2 separate regions of the Zea mays genome follow, and region 2 is linked to region 1. Evidence: chromatin contacts called from public Hi-C data. All regions are on one chromosome and are shown on one strand. The core of a region is the stretch at or near the end of the contact, and the rest is flanking DNA. Distances in the headings are between cores, read along the strand shown.

The links. A called contact is a pair of places that touch in the nucleus more often than the background predicts.
Region 2: a contact with region 1 is called in a Hi-C map of leaf, with 5 times the contacts expected there. The contact joins the promoter of LOC100276419 here to the promoter of LOC103636860 in region 1. A contact is called at or near these places in 12 of 25 Hi-C or Micro-C datasets (bundle sheath, ear, endosperm and 4 more).

Annotation. Positions count from the first base shown.
Region 1 is chr1:78,327,752-78,335,081 of Zm-B73-REFERENCE-NAM-5.0, forward strand. LOC103636860 (mechanosensitive ion channel protein 2, chloroplastic) reads right to left here and starts at 3,015. Exons shown (of 15, transcript XM_008659179.3): 1 at 2,562-3,015; 2 at 2,276-2,317.
Region 2 is chr1:78,545,077-78,552,171 of Zm-B73-REFERENCE-NAM-5.0, forward strand. LOC100276419 reads right to left here and starts at 4,390. Exons shown (of 2, transcript NM_001374056.1): 1 at 4,071-4,390; 2 at 666-2,179. The coding sequence starts at 4,262. The coding sequence ends at 1,091.

The DNA of each region.
Region 1 (7,330 bases), core at 1,765-4,264:
CATGTTGCACTGCTGCCTTGATTTGTAGCAGCCCTTGCTCAACCTTCTGGAGCGTGGCTTGCATCTTTGCGAGATCAGCCTTTATGTTGGTCCACAAATCTCCCATCGATGGAGCTGATGATTGCTGAGCCGTGGCTGCCCCTGGTGGCGTCGCCCATGGGGACGGAGACGCCATCAATGAAGATGATGTGACGAAATTTGGCGTTGTCCCTGGAGATGGGCACGCCGGCGTCCAGGATGTGGTGACAAAATTGGCAGGCGATGCTGCCCATGGAGATGGGGACACCGGTTGCCAGGATGGCGTGACGAAGGTGGCATACGACGCAGCCCATGGAGATGGGGACGTTGGTTGCCAGGACGATGTGACGAAGGTGACATGTGGCGCGGTCCATGGAGATGGGGACGCCGGTTGCCAGGATGACGCTGCGAAATTGGCAGCAGAAGCCATTGGATCAGATCGAAACCCAAGCTAGCCGATACCAGATGTTATGGTCGCTAGATCGATGAGGGATTAGAGAGGGGTATCGATGGGCAGGAACGCCGGCCGGGGGCCTCTGCCCACGGCCGAGCAAGAGGATGGTTTCTCCCTTCTAATTCTTGCTTGCTTTATTTCTCATCCATTGATTACATAAATAGGCCGATTGGCCGCCCCTATCTAGCTACTGATCCTTATCTCCTTAAAACTCTCCTAAAAACTCTCAACAAACTACTAACTGATAACCTTCCTAGATAATCTCAACTAATCTCCTAAATAATCTCAACTAATCTTCTAATCTTATCTCTAACTATCCTTATCTAATCCCCCTTGGAGGGCCCATGGCTGCTGCTGTCGCAGCCCCTCCGTGGGCCTCCTTAGGCCCTGACACTATGATTGTTCCATTTTAATGGCAATAGGTAGTCTTGGCCATTTGAAAATAAGACCCTAAGTTCATCAGGTATGATAATTCCAAAGAAAAAAATTAAAAATATAGCAGTGTTTGGGGCAATATAAATAAGTGATGTGTGTATGTTCCCTTCTTTGAAGCTCATTTAACCTATAAAAAAAGGTAAACGCTGTCCTAATTATTTAGCTGATGTTTAGTTTGCTTCAGCTCTTTCCTACAGATCCTTGCAGAATATTTAACCAACGCGCTGAATAGAAAAACTTTGGCTACCTAGACAATGCATTATTATGATTTGATCTGAAGCCATATTGGTCCTCACAATCAGCACTTTATGATTTTAGCTGTGTTCAAATACCAGAACTGCTAGTTTGGTGAACAAACTTGCCTCCCGATAGATGTTATAGTGTTGATCTTCTCTCTAAATTTCTCCGGAGGCATCAAAGCCAGTGAGCCACAAATAGGAAGAGAAATATGAATGGATCCACAACCAAATCTAATGAGCCAGCATAGATAACATAGGGAAAATCACTGGTTGAAATTGGATAATACTTGACCAGCCACCGTTCTCCGACGGAACTAACTACAAACGCAGGTTCCCAAGGGTGAGGGAAAACAACCACAACCAGGCATCATACATAACTGATTGGGTTATGATTACGCACGCTAAGTTCAATATCGGGATGAATCACAAGGTGAAATCTACACGGATGATTAGCCACCAAAACTGCTGAAACGTACGTGAGGCGGCAGAAAACAAAAGGTGTGATGAACCCCCTCACCTAGAAACCGGCGGCGGCAGCGGCGGATCAGGAAGGGTGACGGCGAGTGGTCCTGTAACCGGCCGCTGCGGGGACGTGACAGCGAGGACGCCTAGAGCCCCGACGCGGCCGAGGATCGGTAGATTCAGGAGAGGGATTATGGGTGTAATCAGATCGGATACGGACGGATATCGCTGAAACCATATTTGTTTTCGTATTTTCTTCGGATTTGAATTCTAATACATATAGCTTCGGATTCGAATACAAATACGAATATTCTCGGATGCAAATACGGATAGATGTGTGTCGAATACGGAACTAGTCGGACACGGATAACATCGGTAGCGAATATTTTTGTCGGATACTGAGTAATACATTCCACACATGTCTAGGGGTGGTAATGGGCTCTAGATTTTACACTATAAAATTTAAGGACCGAATCGGATTAGGATCGGGCTCTATTCCTATTCATTTTTGAACTAAAATTAATTAAGGGCCCAAATATATTGTGAAGAAGCATATGAATCGTGATCCATTACCACACCTACACATATCATAGTAGTAGAGTATAGACTAATAAACGGCTCATGAGCAAACACCAGACTGCCATGCTCCGTGCAAAGATTAGCTCGCCTGTTTTGATGCTCCAAATGCGAACAGGGCAGTCCTCCCCACCTGGCAACGAATGAGCATGTTTTTGGTAAAATGAGGTTTTCATGCCCTTGAAATAATTTTGCTAACTTCACGTATATGAACCAACTAATACACAGACAATTTTGTAAATCAGAATTCGAACTAGACAATATGTAATTCAACGTTAATCACTTAATCTATACCCCTTGGTGCGGCATTTCAGAATCCAGAATTCCAGAGGGTTAGCATAGAAATAGTCCTCTTCCTTGGGCTGGCCAGGGATTACCTTTCTACTTTCCGTAGGTCGATGTGCCACCGGTAGCCGCCCACCGCCTTCCGCTGTAGATTGGCCGCCCGTCGCGGCTAGCCGCTAGCCGCTCGCCGCCCGCCGAGCCCGCTGCGCCTGCTGCACCCCACTGCGCGCCGCTTTTCCCGCTGGGTGAATCGATCTGGGGAGCAGGGAAGGGGAAGCCGGGACCCGGGAGGGAGAGGGATAGGCGTGTAGGTCTTTGCCTTCCGCCCGGAGGAGGGGAAGAAGGTGAATAGAAATCAGGATTCAGGGAGAGGGAAAGGAAGAGGAAGGCGAAGGCGATAACGTCTTCCACGCGCGGCGACACAGCAAGAGGGGAGAGGACGAGAGTGACGGGCGGAAGGGCCAGGCCACGCACGTGGACGTGGTGCCTTATCGGCCGCGCCGCAGTGTCTGGTTTGGTTTCTCACTTTCTCCACCGTCTTGTAATACTCTCTTCCTTCCGATGTGGCGCTGTTGTTGTTTTATTCCGCACTGGTGACTTATGTGTAAAGATAAAGATGGTCATGGGTAACCGTGATTCGAATTATATTTACATCATTAGAGTATATATGTGGGTTAAATAATGTACTCATGAATTTGTTATTAGACAAAAATCTTCACCAAATAAGTAAACGGGTATTATAACGTTCCGCCTTCACTCATACCTGTTAACCCGTGGGTATAAAATACCCAATATAAACTTAGCCCAAGCATGAATTTAAACTTTAGTCATCTATCTTTTTTGCTATTTAACAAACTTTTAGGTCATAATGTCATAGAAGGCTTAACGACAATTTAATGAATATGTAATGGAACATGTAATGTGCTATTTAGTACTATTCTAGTGTTACTACTTTATCCAATTACCTTTGGTGTGTTGAATGGATGATTAAATGATGTTAGAAATTTTGTAATGATATTTAGATAGATATACTTGACATTTGAATAATATAATATTTTGATAATATCTAGTGTTACTAGATTATACAATTACCTTTGGTGTGTTGGATTAAATGATGCTAGAAATTTTGTAATGATATTTAGATAGATATACTTGATATTTGAATAATATAATATTTTGATAGATATTTAATTTTATGGGTACAAGTAAGTCATACCCACATAGATATGAGGGTAAATCTATATCCACCAATGTCCTATGGCTCATGAAACACTGCTGCCCCCTCCCCCTTGTCACCTTGGCTGCCTTGAGATGGACGAGGTGTGCAGATTTGGTTCCTTCGGCACATTTGAAGAGATCCGCTCATTGGCTGGCAACAGGTGTCGGTATGGTATCTTTAGATGATTACAGGTAGGTCTGGGCAAAAAGAACCGGAACCGAGGAACCGAACCGAAATAACCGAGAACCGGAACCGAACTAACCGAACCGAAGGAACCGTTATGAAATTCGGTTCTGGTTTTTTGAGAACCGAAATAAATGAGATATTTTCGGTTCTGCGCTCCAAAGAACCGAAAGAACCGAAAAACCCAAAAGTATTAGATTCAATTTGTTACATGTGTTTGTAACTTCAGATGTTGTGTTATCGACTTATGTTGAACCTCTAATCATCCATGTATTATCTATGAAATTATGGTCATTGTGCACTTGTCGTTGTTTGTGGGGAGATGTTGCTGAAATTTCTCACAAAAGTTGTCGTTATTCAGAATTTTAGAGTGGATGTTACAGTTTGGTTAGAACCGAGGAACCGAACCGAAGAACCGAGAACCGAACTAGTCGATTCTGGTTTCTTTATCTTGCTATTTCGGTTCTAGTTTTTGAAGAACCGAATTTCTACAAGAACCGAGGAACCGAACCGAACCGAAGAACCGAATGCCCAGTCCTAATTACAGGTCCTACCACAATAACGTCGTTACAAGCTTCATGTATGTCGTGCTTTTTTATTATCAATTGTATTACACGCTTCGAGTATATATATAAACCATTTTTATTCTACTACTTATTAAGGTTGTAAGGATAGTATGACATTCCGTGTTCTGTCACCATTCCATATTCTGTTATTCTCATTACTTATTCTGTCTTTCCCATTTTCTCCTCCCCGCACAACTCATTCCCATGTTCCGCCACCATAACTTGTCCTGTCATTCTCATTCCTTGTTATGTCTTTCTCATTCCCCTCCCCGCAAAGATCATTCTCATTCTTCCGTTAAGCACACGTCTAACTAAAATAAAAAAAACACAAATGGACCCCGAGGGGATTTGAACCCGCGACCCCTAAAGCAAATGCGAGCAGTAGCTACTGCTACACCACATGTGTGTTTATGTCTACATCTATGACAGGAAAAATATCTACTATATCTCTCACCAAGCCCGCATGCTACCCTTGCACAATACGTAGTAGTAGATAAGTACCACCAAGATTATTGAATTATATTTTTGGATAGAGGGAGTAGTATTTAAAGAAGAGTCTTGCATGCAATTTCTTTTGTTTGAATAATGTTTTCAACTTAAATTTCTTTTTTTGCTTGTGTGGCATTTATTCTCCGTAATATTTTTTCGTGGATCTGACTTGTGAGTCATTTTCATAAACCAACGCCAAGGATGAATCCATGTTTCTAACTTGGAAACCCCGAACAAACACCACTAGCAGGAGGCCCTCGCGTTGGCGTCGCTCATTGACGACGAGAAAAAGCTTGGCGACTGTTAGTTCGACCTCTGGAAGCAGTCCTACTGAAAGGGAAATATGCCTTTGTGACATTTCTATAATTGTTTTGGTGATTAAATGCCCAACACACTATGTTTAGTTCTTATGTGCTAAATAAGTGAGAAGTGCAAATCGAAGAAAATGTATGTATCCGGCCTTAGTAAACTGTTTTTGAGTACTAACATATGCATCGAAGTGCCAGGAAACCTTGCCGAGAAGAAATGATTTGAGTTGGAGAAGAGTTGGCTAAGTCAGCCAATCCAGCGCAGTTTGTGGTGCACCGGACTGTCCGATGGTGCACCGAACAGTATCTGGTGCCCCAGGCTGGCCCAACGACGAACTGACCGCTCTCAGGAAAAGGAGAAAGCGCCGCGGCTCAAAATCACCGGACTGTCCGGTGGTGCACCGGACTGTCCGGTGAGTCACAGCCGCCCGAGCCAACGGTCGCCAGCGTAATCAGCGGGCGACGCGTGGCCCGCGCCAACGGTCGGGTGGGCACATCGGATTGTCCGGTGTGCACCGGACAGTGTCCGGTGCGCCAACGAGACTGCCGGCCCAATGGTCGGATGCGCCAGTTAAGGAAGGAGATCGAGCACCGGACTGCTACAGGACCTGTCCGCTGGTGCACCGGACTGTCCGGTGCACCACTCGACAGAAGGCAAGATTTGCCTTCTAAGTTGATCTCCAACGGTCCTAGCTGCCTTGGGGCTATAAAAGGGACCCCTAGGCGCATGGAGCAGAAGAACAAGCATTCACTAAGCATCCTAAGACTCCTAGACTCTGCCTCCACGCATTTGATCTGTTGTGTTAGTGATTTGAGCTTCGTTTGAGTCGTGAACTCTTTGTGCTGTGTTTCGAGCTCAAGTTTTGGCTTGTGTGCGTGTGTGCTGCGGATTTGAGTCTTGCGTGTGTTGCTCTCCCTCTCTTACTACTGTGCTACTTGTGTGATAATCATTGTAAGGGTGAGAGGCTCCAACTTGTGAAGATTCCTCGCAAACGGGAAGAGTACTCTAAAAGAAAAGGGTGTGGTATTCAAGTTGATCATTGGATCACTTGAAAGGGGTTGGGTGCAACCCTCGTCCATTGGGACACCACAACGTGGAAGTAGGCAAGTGTTACTTGGCCGAACCACGGGATAAATATTGTGTCTCTTGTGCTGCTTTTCTATGTGATCGATTCCATTCCAAGAACTCGCTTTATAACCACTTGGTTTAATTAAACTAACATATCATAAACCAAGTTTGTGTTATTAGTATTGAATTTTATAGGATCACCTATTCACCCCCCCTCTAGGTGCTATCAATTGGTATCAGAGTTGTACTCTTCATCTAAGGGACTAACCGCCCGAAGAGATGGATCATAAGGGTAAGGGGATGGTGGACAACAACAAGGAGAAGGAATCCCTCTTCAATGAGCCAAGAGACGACAAGCCCACTGACTCAGGCTCGAGTCACAAGAAGAGAGACGGCAAGAATAAGAGGCGCATCAAGAAGATCATATACTATGACAGTGACGCCTCCTCTTCTTCAGCAAGGGATGACGACGACGACTCCTCATCCAAAAGAAAGACGGTTAATCAAAACTACTCCTTTGATTATTCCCGCATGCCATACAATTCAAATGCGCATTTACTATGGGAGGTTCGCGATGATCAGGGGAGAAGAGCCAACACAGACCTACAACAGGCTCAAGACCCTGGTCAATAAAATCTGAAGCTATGGGAGTACAAGATGGACGGATCATGATGTCGTCCGACTCATGCTCAAGTCATTTACAGTTATTGACCCCCATCTTGTGAATCTTATTCATGAGAACCCTAGGTACACCAAAATGACGCCCGAGGAAATCCTTCGAAAATTCATGAGCGGGCGCATGATGGTGAAGGAGGCACGATACGTGGACGATGCACTGAACGGTCCACTACCCGTCTACGAGCCACAACCCGTTGCTCTCAAAGCAACCAGCAGCAGGGAGGCGCTACCCAACAAGGTAGCACAAGTGGAGGTTGCCGGGCTCAATGAGGACGAAATGGCGCTCATCATCAAGCGCTTCAAAACCGCCTTGAAAAGACACAAGGAATACCCCAACAAGAATAAAACA
Region 2 (7,095 bases), core at 3,140-5,639, 220 kb after region 1:
GTTGGCGAGAATGTTTTGGCATGAACGCCACATGCACATTTAGAAGTGACAATGTGCTTTAAATTTTACACTATAAAATGATTGGATTAGGATCGAGCTCTATTTATATTCATTTTTGAACTAGAAATAACTTAGAACCCTAACAAATTGTGAAAAAACATTTAGATCGTGATCCATTACCGACCTACACACAGTAGAGAGCGGAGTAGTGTTCAGAGTTCGTTTGGTACCGCTCCCCTAACTCTGCTTTCTCAACTTTATCTTTCTTTTTTCTAGAGCAGAGTTTTTAGAACTACATATGTTTAAAAAATAGAACAGAACTCAAGAATAATTAGGACATGTTTGATTTGCTGCCTACTTTATCATAGTTTGTCGTATGTTAAAAAAACAAACAAAAAACAGGGCCCTAGGCAATTTGATAGCACGGCCCGCTACGTAGGGCGCAGGGCGCTAGCAGGCGCCTGGCCGACGTTGACATCGGACAAACAAGCATATGCTGGCACTATGCTGGGAATCTATACATGACTGCGCTGCTTGTCCCGGCCCCACGTTGCCTTTTGTTCAAGCGACGCTGCAGAAACAAACAAACAGGACCACATCGCTAGCTGTGCTACCTCTAAATCTAAACCCAGAACGCATGACAGGCACAGGAGGACCACGTGCTCAAATCCTGCCCACAACATTGTTTCATTAAAAAATGAAACCGTAAAAGCTTCTCAAACCACAAGCAATAAACCACCACACAAGAAACACCAGCATCAAAAGTATCACCAGTCCAGAACAAACCGCCTCGACTTCCAAAATTCGAACCTCAAAAAATTGTACGGAAAAAGGGAAAAAACGTGATGAGCCATCTATCTAAGCTTGTACAAATTTGCTACAGAACGGTTGAGGTTAGTAGGGACTAGAGACCAAGGAGATATCCAAATACCTCAAAGCCAATGCATCCATCCATGTTGCACTCGCCAAACATTCTCGCACGTGTGGAGATCCCACATCTGAGACATGTAGATCCAAACGCCAGAACACCCCAAAATGAGTAGGATACAGAGGGTATAGGTTTCTTTACCCGCAACTATCTGTAATTTCCTCATTCTGACCCGTCAGGGAAATGATCCAGTGCATCTTGTTTGCCGTTGACATAGAACTCGATAACCGCTTTCATTCGCTCTAGTTTGTTAGGGTGGTAGTTCAAATGCACAATCACTGGCTTTAGCTTCTTGAGCCCGGCGTCTTTCCTCACTGTCTTGAAGAGGACTTTGCTGTTCATGAAAAGATAAAAATCCATGGTTCTCCTGGATGCATGGAGGCCTTCATAACCAGGATGGGACGGGAAGAACAGCTCCTCGTTGAAAACTGCCTGGTCCCATGACTTTGGCTCACGAGAAAGACGGCCAGCCACACGATCAAGAAGTTCAATAGAAGGAACCGTTGGTCTTATATAGAAAAATCCAGAGTTGTACACCCAAATCCGCATCGTGTGAGCATATCTGGCCCAACCCATAGAAGGTTCGTCGAACACGTCGTTGAAACCATACGCTGTCATGTTGTTGTGGCCATCACTCATGGACTCCACATCAGAATCTCTATGAAGATGATCAAATGGATTCCTCAAGAAAATAATATCAATGTCAGATAGGAGAATACTATACCCAAGTTGCAAGAACTCCCTTAAAACACGAAACTTGAGTCCAGAAACGGCATGGTTTCCACCAGTTTTTGCAATGTTGTCGATGCCTTCATCAGGATCACGCCGGTAGACTGGCACCCCTTTAGATTTGCATAAGCTTTCTATATTATCATCCAATGCCACAACCAGGTAGTTTGGAATACCAACTCGTTTGATATTGCTAAACCAAACTTCAAGCATCTCCCTCACATTGGTGTTTGCCAACGCAACAATGAGTTCCTTTTTCACAGCAACCTCTTCCAATATCTTGGCCAACCTGGGGTTAACAGAGTTATCAGGGATTACAGTTGGATTTGTTCTCAAAGCCTTGACAGCTCCAAAAGGACCAGGCTTGTACAAAGTCTCATTTTTCCCTTGTCCAGCGATTTGAAGCTTCATGGATAATTCATTAATCTGCCTCCTAAGTTCAACATTCTCTCTCTCCAATGATGACACCTGGGACTTAAGGTTGGTAACTCGTCTTGATGATTCGCAAGCAGTTGAATCAACCTAATGAATGTGCAAAATAGACATTGTATTAGTATTAGAATTTAACTACGTTTCAGGATATAGCACATGCTAATGAATAAGAACAAAAAATAAACGAACAAAGCACAAAGAAAAAAACAAATGGATTGATGGCATAATCATACTCAACAGTTAGTTGTATAGCTATGTTGCTAATGTAACACCATAGTGAAAGCAAATCAATTTAGCAAGATTGAAAAATTGAGGTAAAGTCGTGATTGAGAAAATGTAAGTCCAGGAAGAATTTGTTCGGTTCATTTCAGTAGCTTCCTAAAGTCTACTTTGACCTTCACTTGAAATATATTTAGACTGAGTGCACTGTCTAAAATGACAAGAATATTGCAAATCCAGACTACAAGAAACCACTTATAAGTTACCCGTACATCATTTAATGCCTAACCATACAAACACAACTTCATATCATTTCTTCGGTAAAAAAAACGAGATCAGTTATCTAGCACCAGTATTTATTATCTATAGGAATCAACAATGCAGGTATAGGGAAACATTGTTTTTACCCAACAGCTATCGAAAACAACCAGCCATTTAAAAAGCCGATTAGGTGGCCACTTAATCAAAATACCATCCCACAGCTCATGCAGGGGATAAGTATAGGAGGTGGAATGCAGCCAAGTCCCAGTTAACTGCACAGGATGTTGCTCAAATGGCCCTGTGTGAATTAAGTGTTCTCTTGTAGATCAACAGAGCAACAACAATCTTAAATTTAAAACGATATTCTACAACACTTCTAGTTAGCAAACAAAAATAACCCCCGACTTGGCTCAAACTCTGATCTAAGTTGAAGTCAACTTGGGTCCAGTCTGAAGTCTGAACCAGCTCTTTAAGGCCATTCAAGCTGACCTTAAGTCCTGATGAGCACAGCATGAGTATGAACAGGATTAACAAATGTAACTGAAGAACCTCAGGACAAAATTTGAATGTTAGGCTGACCTTCATGCAGTACTATTCCTCATCCAAGGTAAAAACACAAGCCGCAACGGAAATTGATAGCTTTGCACACCTGAGAGCAAGACTCATTTTGTCACTATGTCCTGCCGTGGCTTGCTGATGCATTCTTGACATCTAGATAGCCAACTTTCCCTATTCTAACATCCATGCTACTCCAATGTTCAGAAGATTTAGCATCCCTCCATGTGTTGGAGCTGCTTCTTATCCATCTGGTTTATCAAATGTTCACTTAATGTGATACTTGGGGATGACTTAATTTTGCAGAGGCATGCTTAATGTGATACTTGAGGATGGACTGGTAGCAAGGATTGAATGAAGGACACTGCACAAAACTTTGGTAACGTGCCAATGAGGAATGGGGATGTAAAGTGGTCCGCATGCAGCTAAACATAAGATTGTCAGCCATACACACAGTTCCTGTGAACCTCAAATTTCAGTGAGACCTATGCAAATGTGGCTATGAGAATCATTGATCTACGCTCAGGTTTATCAATACTCCTACCAATGATACTACTGAGTAACCGAGAGACAAAATATTTTGTTGACAATGGAAGCATGTCCACAAGGCCACAAATTTTCTGGAACTACATGCACCAAGGTTTGACATACATCAATAAGATAGTACCCGTTTAATCTCTCAACGACGACCAGTCTTAAAAAGGTAAGGTAGACTAAACACTATTTTTGCTGCAAGGTTAATCTAGCTTAGCTTCATACGCTAGCACTTTTATGGATCTATGCACATGCTCTCAGAGTTTGCCCTTTAAGTTCCTTAATTAACCTCATTCCTAGTTGGTCCAAGGTAGAACACTATTAGTGACGAGCACAGTAACCACCATCATCTCTGTTTCCAGTAATCTTCAGTTAAGGTATGAAACAAGAAAAGGAGCATGAAAAGCAATACCTGGTGCGTCCATTGGAGGGCAGAGGCAGACGGGCGGAAGAAGAGGCCGTTGGGGTAGAGGAAGGCGCAGACGCAGCCGAGTGCGACGCCGACAGCGACGGCCACCGCGATGCGGGACCCGCGTGACAGGGGTTTCCCACCTCCGCCGCCTCGCAGCATTAGGGGGCCGTCCCGCCGCCCGGCCAACGGCATCCTGGAGATCTCGCCGGCGGCTGTGGGGTGAGATCGGAGGGGAAGCTGCTGGTGGGGTTTAGAGGACCTTTTGTGCCCCTCTGCAGTAGAAAAGGTGATGCGACAAGGGGATGGGTGGTGGATCTACGCCTCATGTTCAGTAATCAGTGCTGCAAATCACCAAATATGACGTTGACGTTAGGGGCTATTTGATTTCTATAGAGTAATTTAGTCCCTATATTATGGCCATGTATACTGTGTAAAACTATAGGGCTGTTTGGTTGGTGGCTAAATGTGCCACACTTTGACTAAGGTTAGTCGTTCAAATTGAAGAACTAACCTTAGGCAAAAAAGTTAGGCAAAGTGTGGCAAATTAGGCACCAAACCAAACAGGCCCTATTTCCGGTGCTAACGTGCTAAGACATGTTGACATCCGCCAGATTCCAAATCAATGGATACACTTAACCCCATCTCATAATCTTGTTCTTTTTCTTAAGAGCCCCTCATTTCTCTTTTGTTTGTGTAAACCGAATAGTTTTATAGCCGCCGGCCCTTCTCTCCCGTACAACGTCGTTGATGCCGCCTCCATCGAACGTGTTGTCGTTGGTCACCGCTGGCCTACCTCGATCTTCTCCATCGCCTGTTACGGTCGACACAGCCCCGCTCCCATCTTCTCAGGCGTCTGCCATGGTCGACGTCGGCCTGCCCCGATCTTCTCAGGCGCATGCCATGGTCGACGCCAGCCTACCTCGATCTTCTACCGCGTCTACCATGGTCGACATAGCACGACCCCAATCTTCTCCACCGCATGCCATGGTTGACGCTAACTCGCCTCGATCTTGTACCTGTGATGCCATGGTTGACGTCGACCTACCTCGATCTTCTACATGTGATGCCATGGTTGACGTCGATCCGCCCCAAACGAGCATAGCTCCATGCGTCTTGACCCCATCAAGCACAACCACATGGATCCCATCCGCAGGAACCACACATCTCATTTCAACTTTTGGAACACCTGAAAAGAATACAATCATGTCCCCCTTGATGGTGAGCAATTTTTTTTACAAATTTAATTGTGGCATATCTCGATACTTTCTATGTGGAAATTAATTGATAATAACTTTGCAATGCTGTAGTATGCTACTCATGTTCCTGAAGTACATGAATCTATGAAGCCATTTGTTGGACAAATTTATGAAAGATTGCAAGATGCAGAGGATTTTTATAGAAGATATGCAAAAGAGGCTCGTTTTGGAGTTCGTATTGGTCCACATACAGATTTGAATGGTGTTAGAAGATGGCAAAGATGGTTGTGTTCTAAACAGGGATATAGGTCTAAGAAAAAGGTAGACAGCAAACCGAAACGTATTCAAAAGATTTCTAGGTGTGGTTGTGAAGCAGTTCTAGCTGTCAAGCTGATTGAAGATAATAAGTTTCGGGTGGAGATATTTGTGGAATCACATACACATAGTCTTGTTTCACCAGACAAGGTCCACTTGATTAGGTCGAACAGAGAAGTTAATGAGAAGGCTAAGCGTGCACTAGTGGCATGCCACAAGGGAGGCATCGGTACAAGTGGGGCATACAGATATCTTCGTATTAGCGAAGGTGGATTTGAGAATGTGGGGTGCAACAAGAGGGATTTGCAAAACTATCATAAGAAGTTGAGAAGTTGTATCACATCATCAGATGCTCAAATGTTCATTGACAACCTTGCCTCAAAAAACGAATTAAATCCTACATTTTATTATGACTATGTGGTTGATGAAAAGGGAAGGCTTGCACATGTTTTTTGGGCAGATCCCACATGCAGAAAGAATTTCTCACATTTCGGTGATCTTCTCTCATTTGATTGAACATACAACACCAACCACTACAACATGATATTCACACCATTCACAGGTATCAATCATCATAAGTCATGTGTTTTGTTTGGTGCTGCATTGTTAAGCAACGAGACAACTGAGGCATACACATGGTTGTTTTGTACGTTCTTGAGAGCAATGGGGCTGCACCATGACTCATCATAACAGATGAAGCCAATAGCATGAGGAATGCAGTATCTATAGTGTTTCCTAGCAGCACACATAGATTATGCACGTGACATATTTTGCAAAAGCTTCCTGCAAAGTTGCCGCCGCAAATGAGGGAAAACAAGTTACTTTATCAACACATCAACTTATGTGTATGGGCATCTGAAACTCGAGAGGAATTTGAGCATCAATGGGCTTCTATTATTTCTGAATTTGGTTTACAAGGTCATGATTGGTTGAGAACCCGTTATGAAATCCGTGCATCATGGGTCCCAATTTTCTTTAGACATGTGTTTTTTAGCTGGAATCCTTAACACAACCTCAAGATCAGGAAGTACCAACTCATTTTCAACCGTTTCATTGGTTACAAAAATACATTGGTCGAATTTTGGATCAGGTTTGTTAATGCAATGGATGAACAGAGGCATCAAGAATTGGAAAATGATAATGCTAGTCTGCATACATCACCTGTGTTGCAGACTAGTTGGGCATTAGAAAGGCATGGGAGTGAGGTGTTCACTTTCAATGTTTTCTCTGAACTACAAAAACAAATTATTAATGCTTGGGATAATTGTGTCATAGAGACAATTGTAAGCGAGGGAGACTATAAAATATCAACAGTTAATGATGAAAGAAAAAAGATGAGAGAGTTCCGTGTCAATATTACAACAAACGATGGGCACTGCACTTGTATGTTCTTTGAGATGTATGGTATTCCTTGTTGCCATCTAATTCGTGTTTTACAATGTCCATCACTTAAAAATATTACAGATCAGTTTAATTTGAAGAGATGGACTAAACTAGTGACTAAGAATGATGTC